3 separate regions of the Mus musculus genome follow, and regions 2 and 3 are each linked to region 1. A link is a contact called in public HiChIP or PLAC-seq data. All regions are on one chromosome and are shown on one strand. Each heading gives the region's core, a stretch centred on a gene start, on an enhancer-like site or on the middle of the called end of the contact. The rest is flanking DNA. Distances are from core to core; before and after follow the strand shown. Region 1 overlaps F5 (coagulation factor V). Region 2 overlaps BC055324 (cDNA sequence BC055324). Region 3 has its middle 20 kb from the start of Mettl18.

Region 1 (4,346 bases), core at 966-3,465:
GCTAAAGCCATTCCGTGGGATAACTTGGCAAAACGGGTTAGAATGGTAAACACATATACCCTTTACCCCAGGCACTGTGCTCTTGGAATTCAATGGTATAAAAGTGTTCTTGTTCACAGGTTAGAAGATGTATGAAAAGGGTGCTCACTGCTGCTGCGATGTTACCAGTGATACAAGATTAAAATTAACTCCAAAAGTCCTTCAATTGGAAAAGAGTACCAAGTTATAGCATATTCATACAATGGAATACTATGGATCCAATAAAATAGGAAGGAAGGAAGGGAGGGTATAGACGTGCTCTGTCCCTGTAGCTACTTCTCTTCAGTTACGTATGGCTTATCCAGTGGCAGAGGAGATGACTCCTGGTTGCTACATGGAGGACATCAGGATGCAAACTACACTCAGACTGTTCCCAGAAGTAGCATTTTAGCAAGCAGCACTTGCACGCACAAGGGTTTCCCCGTCATCCATTGCACTGGACTCGCTGCCGCTGGAAGTAGTCTAACCTTTGTTTCATTATTTCATTTCCCTTAAAGAATTTACAGGTCTCAGCACTTGGATAATTTCTCAAACCAAATTGGAAAACATTACAAGAAAGTTATCTACAGGCAATATGAAGAAGAGACCTTCACCAAACGCACTGACAACCCCAGCATCAAACAAAGTGGGATTCTGGGCCCTGTTATCAGAGCCCAGGTCAGAGACACACTCAAGGTAAGCAACAGAAATACGGAAGCAAGGAAAAATTAAACAGGGAAAGACAGATCAAGGGACTGGCAGTTTTAATATATTTAAATGTATTCATCTAATTATAAAATCAAACATAGCTCTCAGTTTTATTTAGCATTTCATTCTTGTATATCCTACTTAATTTAAAAGATCTGGGATCGATAAAGTAGAAAAGAATAGAGAGAATAAAGCAGAGTCAGTATCATTGGAGGAGTAAGGAATACTATATGGGAACTAATTCCATCTGGTCACAAATAAGCATAATGAGACACACCCATACATCCCCAAGGTTGTCTGCAAAGTGTGTCCCAACTCTTATAGCAAAGTAAATATGACCGAGCAAGGTGCACACACCAGTGAATGCAGCAGTTCGCCTGGGGTAGAGAGCCAGGAGAACTTTCTTGCCCTGGGTTTTCAAGTCAGTGTCCTTGACAAAAGCCCCACAAGTGTCGCAGAACAGAAGTCCTGAGCGGCTTTGGAAAATGACATTGCCCGTTACCAGTGTGAGCAGTTGACTCAGCACAGCGGAGAAGAGATAAATCTCCACTCCAGTCTCAGTGTGTGGCGCTAATGGCTGGTCTCCGATTTATACTCGCACAAGACCCTCTGGCTGGCAAGATGGCTCAGTGCATAGAACCAATTGATGTCAAACGTGAACACCTGAGTTCATCACCCAGAGTTTATGGTGGGAAGAGAGAATCAACTCCCACAGATTGTCTTCTGACCTGACATATACATACACAACAACAATTTAAACAATTTCTTTAAAGCCTGAAACTTTCATCAAATAATTACCTTGAACGTTCTACCATATCACAGAGCTAGGTAGGGACCCAGACAATTGAAGGTTACACTGATTGGCAGGACCCTAGGATATAGGGTCTTGATGTTGACTAATGATTATTCAAAGGCTTTGGCAGCAAACCAAGATGAAGGTAAGGTTAAGGTTGTCTCTTGAAGATTGAAAGGCTAATTAGAACTTCTAGGAAGATTATGCCCTAAACAAAACCCATTTTGTTCATTTGAAAATGGACAGCGTCTTCCTTCCCTGCGATCCGCCCCTCATTTTTGGCTCCACTGGGATGCATTAGATTTCAGTGTAAGCATAGTCTATCTGAAACTCAGGGTCTGGCTACTGCGGCCATTCAGGAAGTTAACTTCAAGAACAATGATCCTGGGAAACAAAACGGCATTGTGGTCTAGAGGAGAGCAGGCACAGAGGACAGATGCATAGATGCAGTGCAATCTGAAAGAAGAAGGGAAGGGTGTGGGGACCAGCTGGGAGAGGGTGAGGGGTTAGGAGGAATCCTTCCTGTCGGGTAACGAGGGAGGCTGCTGCCGGGATAAACAGAACTGATTTTCCCACTGCTGCACTGCACATCTGTGTGTGCACACCTGTCCATACATGCACACACAAGCAGCTGCCTTCATCTCGTCTGAAATAGTTCTCATGAGTGACCTTAAACACGGAAATAATAACTATGACTTAACTTTCTAGATCGTGTTCAAAAATATGGCGAGCCGACCCTACAGCATTTACCCTCACGGGGTGACCTTCTCTCCTTACGAAGATGGAATCAATTCTTCCTCCACCTCAGGTGGGAACCTTTCACTTCTTGGAGACTACTGATCTCCGAGAGGCATCCACAGTGTTCTCTTGTATTTGTCCAGTGGTTATGACAAACGCAGTCATTAATACGGAAGGGTTATCTCTCCTTTCTGAGTGTCATTGGCGCCATCTAGTGGACAGATATTGAACAGCTACATGCTATCCATAGTCAGGAGTTTTAATACAAAAAGAATATTTTTCTTCATATTAATTACTCTAAATAAAAGCTAAGGTAGATATTTATTATGATGAAATAATTTTTCTAAAAATTAAGAGCGTATATTTTCTTCCAGGCAGTCACACCACGATCAGACCAGTTCAACCGGGGGAAACCTTCACTTACAAATGGAACATTCTAGAGTTTGATGAACCCACGGAAAACGATGCCCAGTGCCTAACAAGGCCATACTACAGTGATGTGGACGTTACAAGGGATATTGCCTCTGGGCTGATAGGGCTGCTTCTAATTTGTAAGAGCAGGTCCCTGGACCAGAGGGGTGTACAGGTATTTTATACATAACATAACCTTTAAAAAAAAAAAAAAAAAAAAAAAAAAAGAGGAATTTCCCCTCGCTGGCACAGATTAGGTCTCACTACGGAATAGGAGGATTTCCCTTCTAAAACACACCAATCATTAGTCTTCTTTGGCAACAGTGTGGGGATATTTACCATCAGGATCATCTCGCATGGTGTCCTGTTTCTCTGACTCCTTTCCTCTGGACTCTGACTGCAGAAAGCACATCCCACTGGATTGTATTTTAGACTCAAACCTGTTGACTGTGTGATGAAGAAACCATTGCAGCTCCTTTAATCCTTTCCTCTGGTCAAATAGGCAACAATATCCCTCCTAGAAATGTGTTTACAGGGTGGCTTAGGAGCTCAGTGAGAACTTGGCGCCAATCTCCGCTCTTTTCAGAGGCAAACATCAGAGGCGGGAGAGAGCCCCCGGGAGCAAGGACATTTGGAGCCATAGTTTTAGTGAAGTTTGAGCCTGCCAAAAGCCCTTCTTTGGTGAAACTAAGTTATGACAAACAATGTGATCAAAGAGATGGGATTTCTGAGTTCACTTTTATTTTGAGACATGGCCTCAAACTCACTCTTGTAGTCCAGAATAGCCTTGGACTTTTTAAAAATTGTCTTTTCTTATCCTTCCTTTTCTTTTCTTTTTATAGTTTAGGTTTATGTGTGTGGGTGTCTCATGTGCATGTATATCTGCATACAGTGTGTATACCTAGTGCCCACAGAGGACAGAGAAGGTGTTAGCTAGATTCCCGGTAACTATGGTTACAGATGGTTGTGAGCTGGCACGTGGGAGATGGGAATTGAACCCCTGGTGCCCTGGGAGATCTGCCAATGCTCTTAACCATTTGAGCCATCTTTCCAGCCCACCCCCTGTTTTATTTATTTTTTTGTTGTTGGTGTTTGCTTGTTTGTTTTTCTTTTTGTTTTGAGACAGGTTTCTCTTGTAATTCAAGCAGGCCTCAAATTGGTTATTTAGTCAAGGATAACCTTGAACCTTGGTGCCTCCTGAGTCCCAGGATTAGAGACGAATGCTACTGTACCTGGTTTACTGGGGTACTGGGGATCAAACTTGGGGCTTTATGCATGCCAAGCAAATACTTTAGCAACTAAAGTATATCCTCAGCAGCCTGAGTTTATTCTCATTGACAATTCATAGTCTCATATTATTCCCCATTAGGCTAATTCCTATTAGGCTAAGTAATATTGGAAGAGGTCTTATCCAAAGGCATGCAAAATAGGCAGATGTCTAGAAAAATCAGAAAATTTGCAAGATCCTGACTTACTGAAGAAGTAAACACTACTTGGAAGGCTGGGTGTGGTGGGGCTTTCCTGTTGCAGCATCCTGGCCATCCCTTTCGTCCATTTGGAACACGGTCAGTCAGCCATTCTGAAAAGTTTTCCATTACTCTGACCTACAGGTGTTATACTAAGGGAATTTCCCCCCTGGGTATTTTTGACTGAATTCTCTGACTCCTTCTCTTTGTGT
Region 2 (4,346 bases), core at 1,059-3,558, 220 kb before region 1:
CAACTCACACAGACTATTTTGAAACTGTCATTTAAAATAACAACAGTATTGAATTTTACTAGGCTCTGTACATACGATGTCCTGTTTTTCTGTTGTGGCTTTTTTGATTTGGTTTTGTTTGTTTTGTTGTTTTGTCAACTTGACATAACTAGAATTATCTGGGAACCTCAATTAAAACTATGCCTCCATCAGATTATCTGTAGAGCATTTTCTTGACTGGTTACTGGTGGGGGAGGACTCCACCCACTAGGAGCAGTCCATTAGGTACCACCCATGAGCAAGTGGTCCTGACTGTAGCTGAGAGCAGACTGAGTAAGTGAGGGGGAGGAAGCCAGTAAGAGCACTCCTCCATAGCTTTCTGCTTTAGCTCCTACCTTGAGTGCCTGCCCTGAAGTCCCTTTATAATGACTTTAAGCTGAAATAAACTCTTTCCTCCCCACGTTGCTTATAGTCTTTGTGTTTGCCACAGCAATAGAAACTTAACACACAATGAGCAAGCCTAACTTAAAATATTCATCAATAGAAAGCTATATTTTCTTTTCACACTGTGGACCCAGAAATCTATATAGGTTACTAGATTTTTATTATTTTTGGTGTTTTTACCATGAGATGCTACAAAAACACTACATTTTGTAAGAAAATAAAGTACTTAAGAATACACTGTCTTGGGAAGCAGAGGTAGGCAGATTTCTGAGTTCAAGGCTAGCCTGGTCTACAGAGTGAGTTCCAGGACAGCCAGGGCTACACAGAGAAAACCTGTCTCGAAAAACCAAGAAGAGAAGAGGAGAGGAGAGGGGGAGGGGGGGAGGGGGAGGGGGAGAGGGAGAGAGGGAGGGGGAGAGGGAGAGAGGGAGAGGGAGAGAGGGAGAGGGAGAGGAGAGGAGAGAAGAGAAGAGAGAAATACAGTCTAGAATTTGAAACTGAAAACACCCGTTTTCTGGATTTACTCTTGCATCTACAAATGCTCAGCTCTCAGCTCTCGTTCTGACTTGCACTGAAGTCTGGGTGGTGGTCTAGGGTGAAGGCCACACTGGAATCTGGTCATCAGTTGCATTAACTTGACCCCTGTCCCTCAATGTCCACATTCATGCTGCAATTGCCTTAAAGCATCGTTCAAGATTAATACATTTCCCTTTACAAATAAATACATACAGGGAGTTTGGGGCATTGTTTAAGGTGGAAAAGAAAAGAAAATTAGTGCTTTTACTTTACACACCTAAAGTATTATTTATTGTACATGTGTAAATATTGAGAGTCTACTGACTGAGTTTGCTGAACAATTAGAAACTAGAGCACATTAAATACAAATGACACATTAGCCCACTCATGTAAAATAAAGCTACACCAAAAAAAGAAAACAACTTCTTTGGTTTTGTGTATATGTTTTAAACTACCTTAATAATTATGGCCAACTGCCATCTTACAACTGTATACGAGAACAACTCAGTATGAAAACATGTTTTGAGCAGCCTCTAATCAAAAATTCAAAGCAAGCCTTCAAGTCCTTGAGTATACTTTATCTCTGTTAAATTTTGCACACTTACCATAAAGAGGTATTTAATATAGTGGTTATTAATTAATATATATATATTAATATATATCTAAAGAATAGAAGGTTGTAATTGTTTCCTGTTGTATCTATCCCTCAATGACTAAAAACAAAACATACTCCCTAAAAGCACACAAAGTGTATTTGTTGAATTAATGAAATAAGCAAATGAAGATTGAAGTGGAAAGTTCAACTGCAATATATACTGTATCTAGTACATCATAAAAATTCATATATTTTCTACTTATAGATGAATCTCTGGTTGTGTTTTATGAGGAAGCAAATAGACAGAACAGGTTTCTATAAAATACATATTGTACTCTATCAAATAAAAGAAGTATGTCTAAGCTGGTTATAATCCTACACACCCATCATCTAGCACTAAGGAGACGAGGTTAAGATGCTGAGTTCACAGCTACCCTGGGCTATGCAGTATGAGAGTCTCGCTGTCTAAGGAGGAAGGAGTGAATCAGAGTCACTTCATCCAGACAGATGCGAGCAAAAATGGGAAATGAGGTGCAGTCATGCTTTCCAAACATATCTTACCCAATCGAAGAAAACCTTCCCACTCAACAATACAATTTACGGTAATCAATATAATATTCTCAAAGATCCTGTTATAATGTACAGATCTAAAAATGTTGCTAGGTGTTGAGAGAGAGCACATGCACAGAGACTGTAGCTAGTACTTAAAACGTGCTCAGTAAACTGCTAACTAGTCACATTATCTCACCAGAGAGTCAAGCTCTGCCAGAGTCCGAGTGCTGCTCAACCACTTCCTGCACTGTGCTCTGCACACTCTGACCAATTCACATGCAACCGGCTTCCTGAGATCAGCATCGAACGCCTGGAGGGAAATATACTGCCACAAATGCAAGTTGTCTGCTTCTTTTGGAGAAAATTTCTGGATGAATTGCACCTGAAATAAGTTGAGAAAAACATGAAAATCTTCAGACTAATGGATGACTGAACATACAAGACACAGACGATGTCCTTGCCTGATGGGGTGCAGCCATGAAGAAAAGGAGGCGCTTCAACAGTATGGAGAGGTTGGTAAGCTGAACACATTTTCCAGGGCAAGATTTAACCTAGAAAGATGGGAGAGAAACAAGAAAATGATTTAAAACTAGAGAGTCAGTTTGAAAGACACAATTACATGTCAAAATTCTAATGATTCTTTCTGAGAGAGAGAATTACAGCTAATTTGAAATTTTAACTCAGGGCTACTCTTTTAACTTTTTTGCTTCAAAGAAATTTGGTTGCTTTAATGAGAAGGAACACTGTAACATTAAAACACTGCAATTACCACTCTGATAACTTGGTATGTTCATGCTACTCAAAATAATTTTTGTAAATTTTAAAGATCTAGTAAGCACAGTCATGTAGAGAGAGAGCTGAGCTAGCATCTCTGAGGTAATCCTAGCCCTCAGGAGGCTGAGGGAAGAATACCTTGTTTATGGTCAGCCTAGACTAAATAAGAGAGTTTGGTCTCAAAAACTACAAAATAAGAGGAACTCGAGAGTTGGCCCAGCAGTAAGAATTTGGAGAGGATCCAAATTTGGTTTCCAGAATCTAGATCAGGCCACTTGAAAACTGCCTTTAATTCAGCTTTGAAGGATCTGATATTTCCGGCTTTTGTGGAAATATGCATTTACCTCCCATATATTCACAGACACATATAATCTAAAAAATAAGTAACAAAGACTTAAGATATAAAACATATAAGAGATCACTCTCTTGTACAAGATGTGTCAGGCTTCCTAATACAAGAGTGTGAACTACACAGGTAGGAATGTCTGTTGTTCAGGTTCTGCTACTCATCACTGGAGTATACGATCATTAAAAGAAAATGCAGAGATGTATGACACAGTAACTACTAGGAAGCAAAGGGTGGATGAGTGCAGAGATGACCATATCAAAGGCAAGGGATAAAAGCAATGACAAAAGGTCATAAGCACTTCATACGGAACACATCTTATAATTTAAAAAAAAATCACCATTAAAGATTAAAAAACAGGGCTAGAGAGATGGCTCAGCAGTTAAGACCAGAGTACTGGCTGGTCTTCCAGAGGTCCTGAGTTTAATTCCCAGCAACCACATGGTGGCTCACAACCATCTGTAGTGGATCTGATGCCCTCTTCTGGTATGCACGAAGATATCATATTCATATACATAAAACATGTATATATGTACTCATATGCATACATCTTTTAAAAAGATAAAAACCGTCAAGTCCATGTATGCTTGTACTCGATAACAACCCTAATTTCTTTTCCTAACATCACTAATCATGATCACTGAATCCCTTTCACACCATTCTGACTAAAATACAACAAAATCATAGGAGACCTCAGTTACATTAAAGAGCTATCAACATCACATTTTCTCTTTCACTTTACATTATATTTTAAACACATTTTTTTCCAATTGAACTAGTCTTTTTTTGCCCCAACAAAGAGTGGAACTCTAAAAGTCTGAAAATGAGAAAATTTCTATACTTTAGACACTGGGATTTTACATTTTTGTATTAGCACTGCATTAAATTAGCTTTTAATAATAATTAGCATTAAGTTTAGCTATTATTTCTATCATTTTTATTAACATCCAAAAATATTCTATCTCCAAAGAAAATATACAAAACGAGTGTTTTAAGCCATTTATTTCTACTTACCAGATGAGCCACTAGGGTGACATGGTGTGCACCAAGTTTAGCAGTCCCATACCTGTGACATTAGGCAGAAGAACAAGGAGACAGAAACACTCTGGTGAGGACATGTGAACTATTACAGTTCAGATA
Region 3 (4,346 bases), core at 762-3,261, 170 kb before region 1:
CCTTCCTCATGCAGTTTCTGTTGTTGTGTCCGGCCAGCAGATCACAGACTTGGGTTCTAGCCTGGAAAGGCATTTTGGAAACCTGGAAGAGAAGAAGGTTCTGCTGAAGGTTCAATTTTAATGTCAGCAAACAGGCTTTATAAAGAAAAGGGGAGGCCCGTCCCTGTAGATAGGTCAGCCTTTTAGTGGGAACTCGCAAAGAGAGTTCGCTCCGGAAGATTCTTGGAAGAGAACCGGTTCGGCCTCTGGCAGGTTGGGTCTCAGGCAGGTAGTGGCACATCAATAGAGCAGCACAGCAGGTGGCTCCGCTCAAGAGGTGGCGGATGGTCACAGCCAGCCTTGCTAAGCTGGAAGGAGGTAACATTCTGTGCTGCTGTTTTATGCTGAATCACATTACAGTCCCTTGCTGGGTGCCAACAATGGGTTCAGTGGGCACATTTAAAATGTCCTCATACAGATGAAAATGTATTCGTTACCCAAAAATCAAATTTAACTAATTTTGTTTGTATTTTCGATTCTGATAAGCCTACTTTTAATATGACCTTACTTCCTTACATAATTTCTTTTTGGTGACTATGAGCTAACCAACTCTTCTTATTTATACTGGTGCAATGTTTTGCTTGATTTCTTGGCAAACAACTGATAGGAAGAGGATACCCAAGAAGCCAGAAGAATGACGGAGTACAGTCAGATTGGACATAAAATGATGTTCCATGTGGGAAAATCTTCCTCTTGACGAAGGCTCGGTAAAAACCTGTTATCAATCATTAGGTAGCAAACTGCAGTGTACTTCTGAACTGCCAAAAGAGCCTGGGATTAATGAGTGTGTGGAAGAAATGGGTAAGAAGGCTGATAAATGAAAGGAGAGAGAGATGGTAGCAAATGCTGTAAGCTAGCCAAGCTACACAAATACCACTGGATTTGGCAAGGGAGAGATCAAGGGGAATGTTGAAGAATGGAAGCATAAAGGGATTATGTTCAAAAGAATCTGAGAGTGGGGAACCAAGAAGTAGGAAACACATGTAACTTACTAGAATGAGGTATTTTTCCTTGAAAATAAGTAGCATTTAATAAAATGTAAGAGAAAATAAAACATAGGATGTCACCTGCTGATGGACATTCCTGCAGAAAGGACAAGGTCAGAGGAAAATGGAGAGAGGTAAACGGCCAGAGCCATGGTTTGGAGCAGCAAAGAGTTGATTGTATCCAGAGCTTAAGTGGGAGAGCCAGCCTCAGAAGAGTAATTACAAAGTGCATGGTATGGGGCGGATAAGGAAGTCCCGTTTGGACCAGAAGGAGTATGGTTTTTTTTTTTTTTTTTGGACTTCTGCGGCTTTTATTTTTGCATGTAAACCACTGGGGGGAGTGGGGTCTTGATGGTGAGCACCCTAGTGATTACACTGGAGTTCCGAGGGCTCCAGACACTAGCTGGGAAGTCAGGTGGCAGAAACAATGATTCAGACCAATCACATGATTGCAAAGCTGGGTCTCCAGCAGGGATTCTGGTGGTCAGGTGTGGATGCCTAAGGAAGCAGTGATATGGGAGGGGCACGCACTGGGCTGGCCTTGAGCTGCCTGGATGACATCAGGGACAGAGGACCTAGCAGCTGGTGGCTCCAGGGATATGAGTATGTTTTGATGTATCTGTTTTCTCAGAGATACAGGAAACAGGGTCATCACTTAAGAATGAGGGCAGTGGAGAGGACCATGGGGACCTGAGGAGACAAAAGATGATAGGAAGCAGTATCCTTAACAAGTAGGCTGAGCAGCAGGCAGCATCAAGGGGAGTACTTGACACTTGTATGCTGGTTTTTGTTTGTTTGTTTGCTTGTTTGTTTGTTTTATCAAAATCATAAATATTCAATTTTGCCAACAAAAACTCTGGAGCCAGATGCTGGGGGAAAGCCTGCTAGCTCAGAGGGAGAGAAAGCATCCAGATGACCGACCTTCTTCTCCCTGACAGGCTGAAAAAACCCCTCAAACTGAATGACCCTCCCTTCTACTTCCTGTGTGTCTCTCTATCCCTTTTCCTGTCTTCCTCTCCCCCCACCCCCCACTTCCTCTATATTCACTCCCTGTTAACTGACTGCTTGTTCCACCTCTTGACCTATGGTTGACTTGATTTAATCCTGTTTGCAATAAACAGAAAACTCTTGGATTAAAGGCATGTGCTAGGTAGGACTGAGTCACACCACAACTAGAAACAGTTTTTTCCAATAAATAACACAATCTTGGGGTTCATGGTGTGATCCAATATCCTGCAACACTTGTAATTATGAATTTGAAAGGAGCCCAGTGAGCAAGGATCTGTTGGTCTGTTTTAGGTTTTTTTTTCTTTTTCTTTTTTCTTCTTCTTCTTCCAACTATAACTAGTTGGAAGAGAATATAACTAGAACTATAACTAGAGGAGGAGGAAGGTGGGACTTAAACAGGGCTGGTATTTAGCCAAGAGAGATTAATGACCAGAAGGTACAGTACCACTGGGCAGTACTTATCCCTGGTTACACAGATTTCTCAGGGCAAGGGGAAGAAGCTGAAACCATCACACCCTGAGTGTTGACACTTGGAATATTCACATTGTGTGCATTGTTCAAGGCAAAAAACAAAGGGGGGGGGGCACAAACCAAATCAATCAATCAAACCAACAAACAGCACTTCTAACAGAGTTTAAAATATGCTTTATCCATGATAGCCTTTCATAAGAGACCTTTCCCTAACCAAACGTCCACTCATTAATGCCGCCCATCACTCTGTTGTGTTCTGACTTGCATCACGACAAGAAGTCATTTGGCTCTTGCTCGAGGGATTTTTTTTTTTTTTTAATGACACTATTCAATGTTTTGGGTTTTCCTGTATGAGAGAACTGCTGCTTCCTTGGTTTTGATTGTTGATGAGAAGAAACATAACACCAGCTCTCTGTGGACTTCTGAATATTTCCAAGCACAGGTTAACCCTTCAGCATACTTACCAAACTGCTTGTATGCACAAAGTCAGGGCTGACAGAAATAATCAACACACTTTTTCCTGATACCGAAGACCTTCAGATCTTACTGGGTAAGGAGCAAATGCTTTATCTACATAGAGAACAAGAGAAACTCGCGTCTGGGGTTTCAGAGCAAAAGCGCTGAGCTGAACGCTTAGATCGGCTCCTCGGCTATCGGTCTTGAGGTGCCAACTGGAGGTAAAAGGAGGTGGCCTTGGAGGTACTTTTGCAAGGAAGGTGATTTGACAAGGCAAGGCTGAAAGGCTAAGAGGCCGGCATCACCTTAGTCTTGTTGGGACAGTGCCCGTGAAAACAGAAGTTTAAATCAAATCACAAAGCCTTAAGAAATTAAGAAGTAAGAAGTCATTTTACCTTTATCCTTGAGACAACTGAACATTGTTTACGGTTTTTAGTGAAAGGGTGTGATGTGAGACTGGAAAGTCCTCATGGGCCTTGCTTGTTGTAGCAAAAGGTTGTTAGAGAACGCCATAGTTTGAAAAGGGGCTGAATATCAATATCTGTATGATGCTTATTGCATGATTTCCCTGTAACTTACAGACTCAATCTGTATATTTTTAACATTTGACTGTGGTTTTTCAGTGTTAACAGTGGTATGGTAGGCTGTTTTGTGTGTTAACCTTTATGCTTTCTTGATATTATCCTGGTGAAACTGATTGGTATAAGATTATTTTCCATTTGTCTATGACGTCAAATTTATATCAACTACATGCGTACACACCGACTTATGGAAATGTTTATTCTCCAGAAACATTTATAGGATGATATTCTAGCATAGTTTTGCTTCTTTTGGAAGGGAGCCATTTTCTTTTCTAGTGTAAGTTCCTATGACTGGGAACAGTGTTGATTTTTTTTCACATATGTACATGGATGGTTAAGGTTCATATATCTACTTGTTGTGGCTTGAAATCAACTTTTCAGCAGTTTGTTTTGCCATGGGGAGCATTCATTGTTTTAGGTTTGGAGAGGGTCTTTGTACATTTGTGTGCACCTGTATAATAGATTTTTTTTCCTGTTTTTTCTTTAATTTGCTTTTCAACATTTCTTATGGAAATTCGTGACATAAATTCCAAACTCGATATTTTAAAACTTCTACTTTGTGGTAACAAGGTGTTATGTTTAAAATCTCTCACTAAGAGATTAGAGAAATCGAAATTTCTATTTTCTATTGTTTTCAAATAGACCAGAATCAGTTTTTGTGTGCAGTGTGATGAGGGACCCTAACTTCATCCTCTGCTCACCTGCCCAGTGATTGACGAGGTGTCTGAGCTGCCCCTAGGCCTGCACTTCCTTGGGTGATGCTATCTTCACCACACTCAAGCTGCTGTGGTCCTCCTACCCCATC

What was found. HiChIP or PLAC-seq counts read pairs in DNA pulled down with a chosen protein or histone mark.
Region 2: an H3K4me3 HiChIP or PLAC-seq map of bone marrow-derived macrophages shows a contact between it and region 1, with 5 times the contacts expected there. The contact joins two enhancer-like sites. A contact is called at or near these places in 2 of 15 datasets of contacts at CTCF or cohesin (CD8 T cells and large pre-B cells), 4 of 484 Hi-C or Micro-C datasets (the C10 cell line, cortical neurons, embryonic stem cells and 1 more), 3 of 115 datasets of contacts at active chromatin or transcription factors (bone marrow-derived macrophages, craniofacial prominence and large pre-B cells) and 3 of 9 other capture datasets (adipose tissue, liver and pancreatic islet).
Region 3: a contact with region 1 is called in an H3K27ac HiChIP or PLAC-seq map of the HPC-7 cell line, with 15 times the contacts expected there. The contact joins two enhancer-like sites. A contact is called at or near these places in 3 of 15 datasets of contacts at CTCF or cohesin (embryonic stem cells, large pre-B cells and pro-B cells), 83 of 484 Hi-C or Micro-C datasets (B cells, the BV-2 cell line, the Ba/F3 cell line and 59 more) and 7 of 115 datasets of contacts at active chromatin or transcription factors (CD8 T cells, the HPC-7 cell line, bone marrow-derived macrophages and 3 more).

What each region holds. Positions count from the first base shown.
Region 1 is chr1:164,182,281-164,186,626 of GRCm38.p6, forward strand. F5 (coagulation factor V) reads left to right here. Exons shown (of 25, transcript NM_007976.3): 8 at 537-714; 9 at 2,228-2,327; 10 at 2,632-2,843. Among named protein-coding and RNA genes, the nearest start is that of Gm16548, 32 kb to the left of the region's middle. Within about 2 kb of position 2,216, at least 23 of the 459 cell types and tissues checked have an H3K27ac peak or open chromatin away from gene starts, as enhancers often do. A contact at or near this core is called in the HPC-7 cell line and bone marrow-derived macrophages, where this site is marked.
Region 2 is chr1:163,962,188-163,966,533 of GRCm38.p6, forward strand. BC055324 (cDNA sequence BC055324) reads right to left here. Exons shown (of 24, transcript NM_201364.2): 15 at 4,221-4,272; 16 at 2,548-2,637; 17 at 2,283-2,468. Among named protein-coding and RNA genes, the nearest start is that of BC055324, 30 kb to the right of the region's middle. Within about 2 kb of position 2,309, at least 17 of the 459 cell types and tissues checked have an H3K27ac peak or open chromatin away from gene starts, as enhancers often do. A contact at or near this core is called in bone marrow-derived macrophages, where this site is marked.
Region 3 is chr1:164,012,755-164,017,100 of GRCm38.p6, forward strand. No RefSeq gene overlaps it. Among named protein-coding and RNA genes, the nearest start is that of Mettl18, 20 kb to the left of the region's middle. Within about 2 kb of position 2,012, at least 10 of the 459 cell types and tissues checked have an H3K27ac peak or open chromatin away from gene starts, as enhancers often do. A contact at or near this core is called in the HPC-7 cell line, where this site is marked.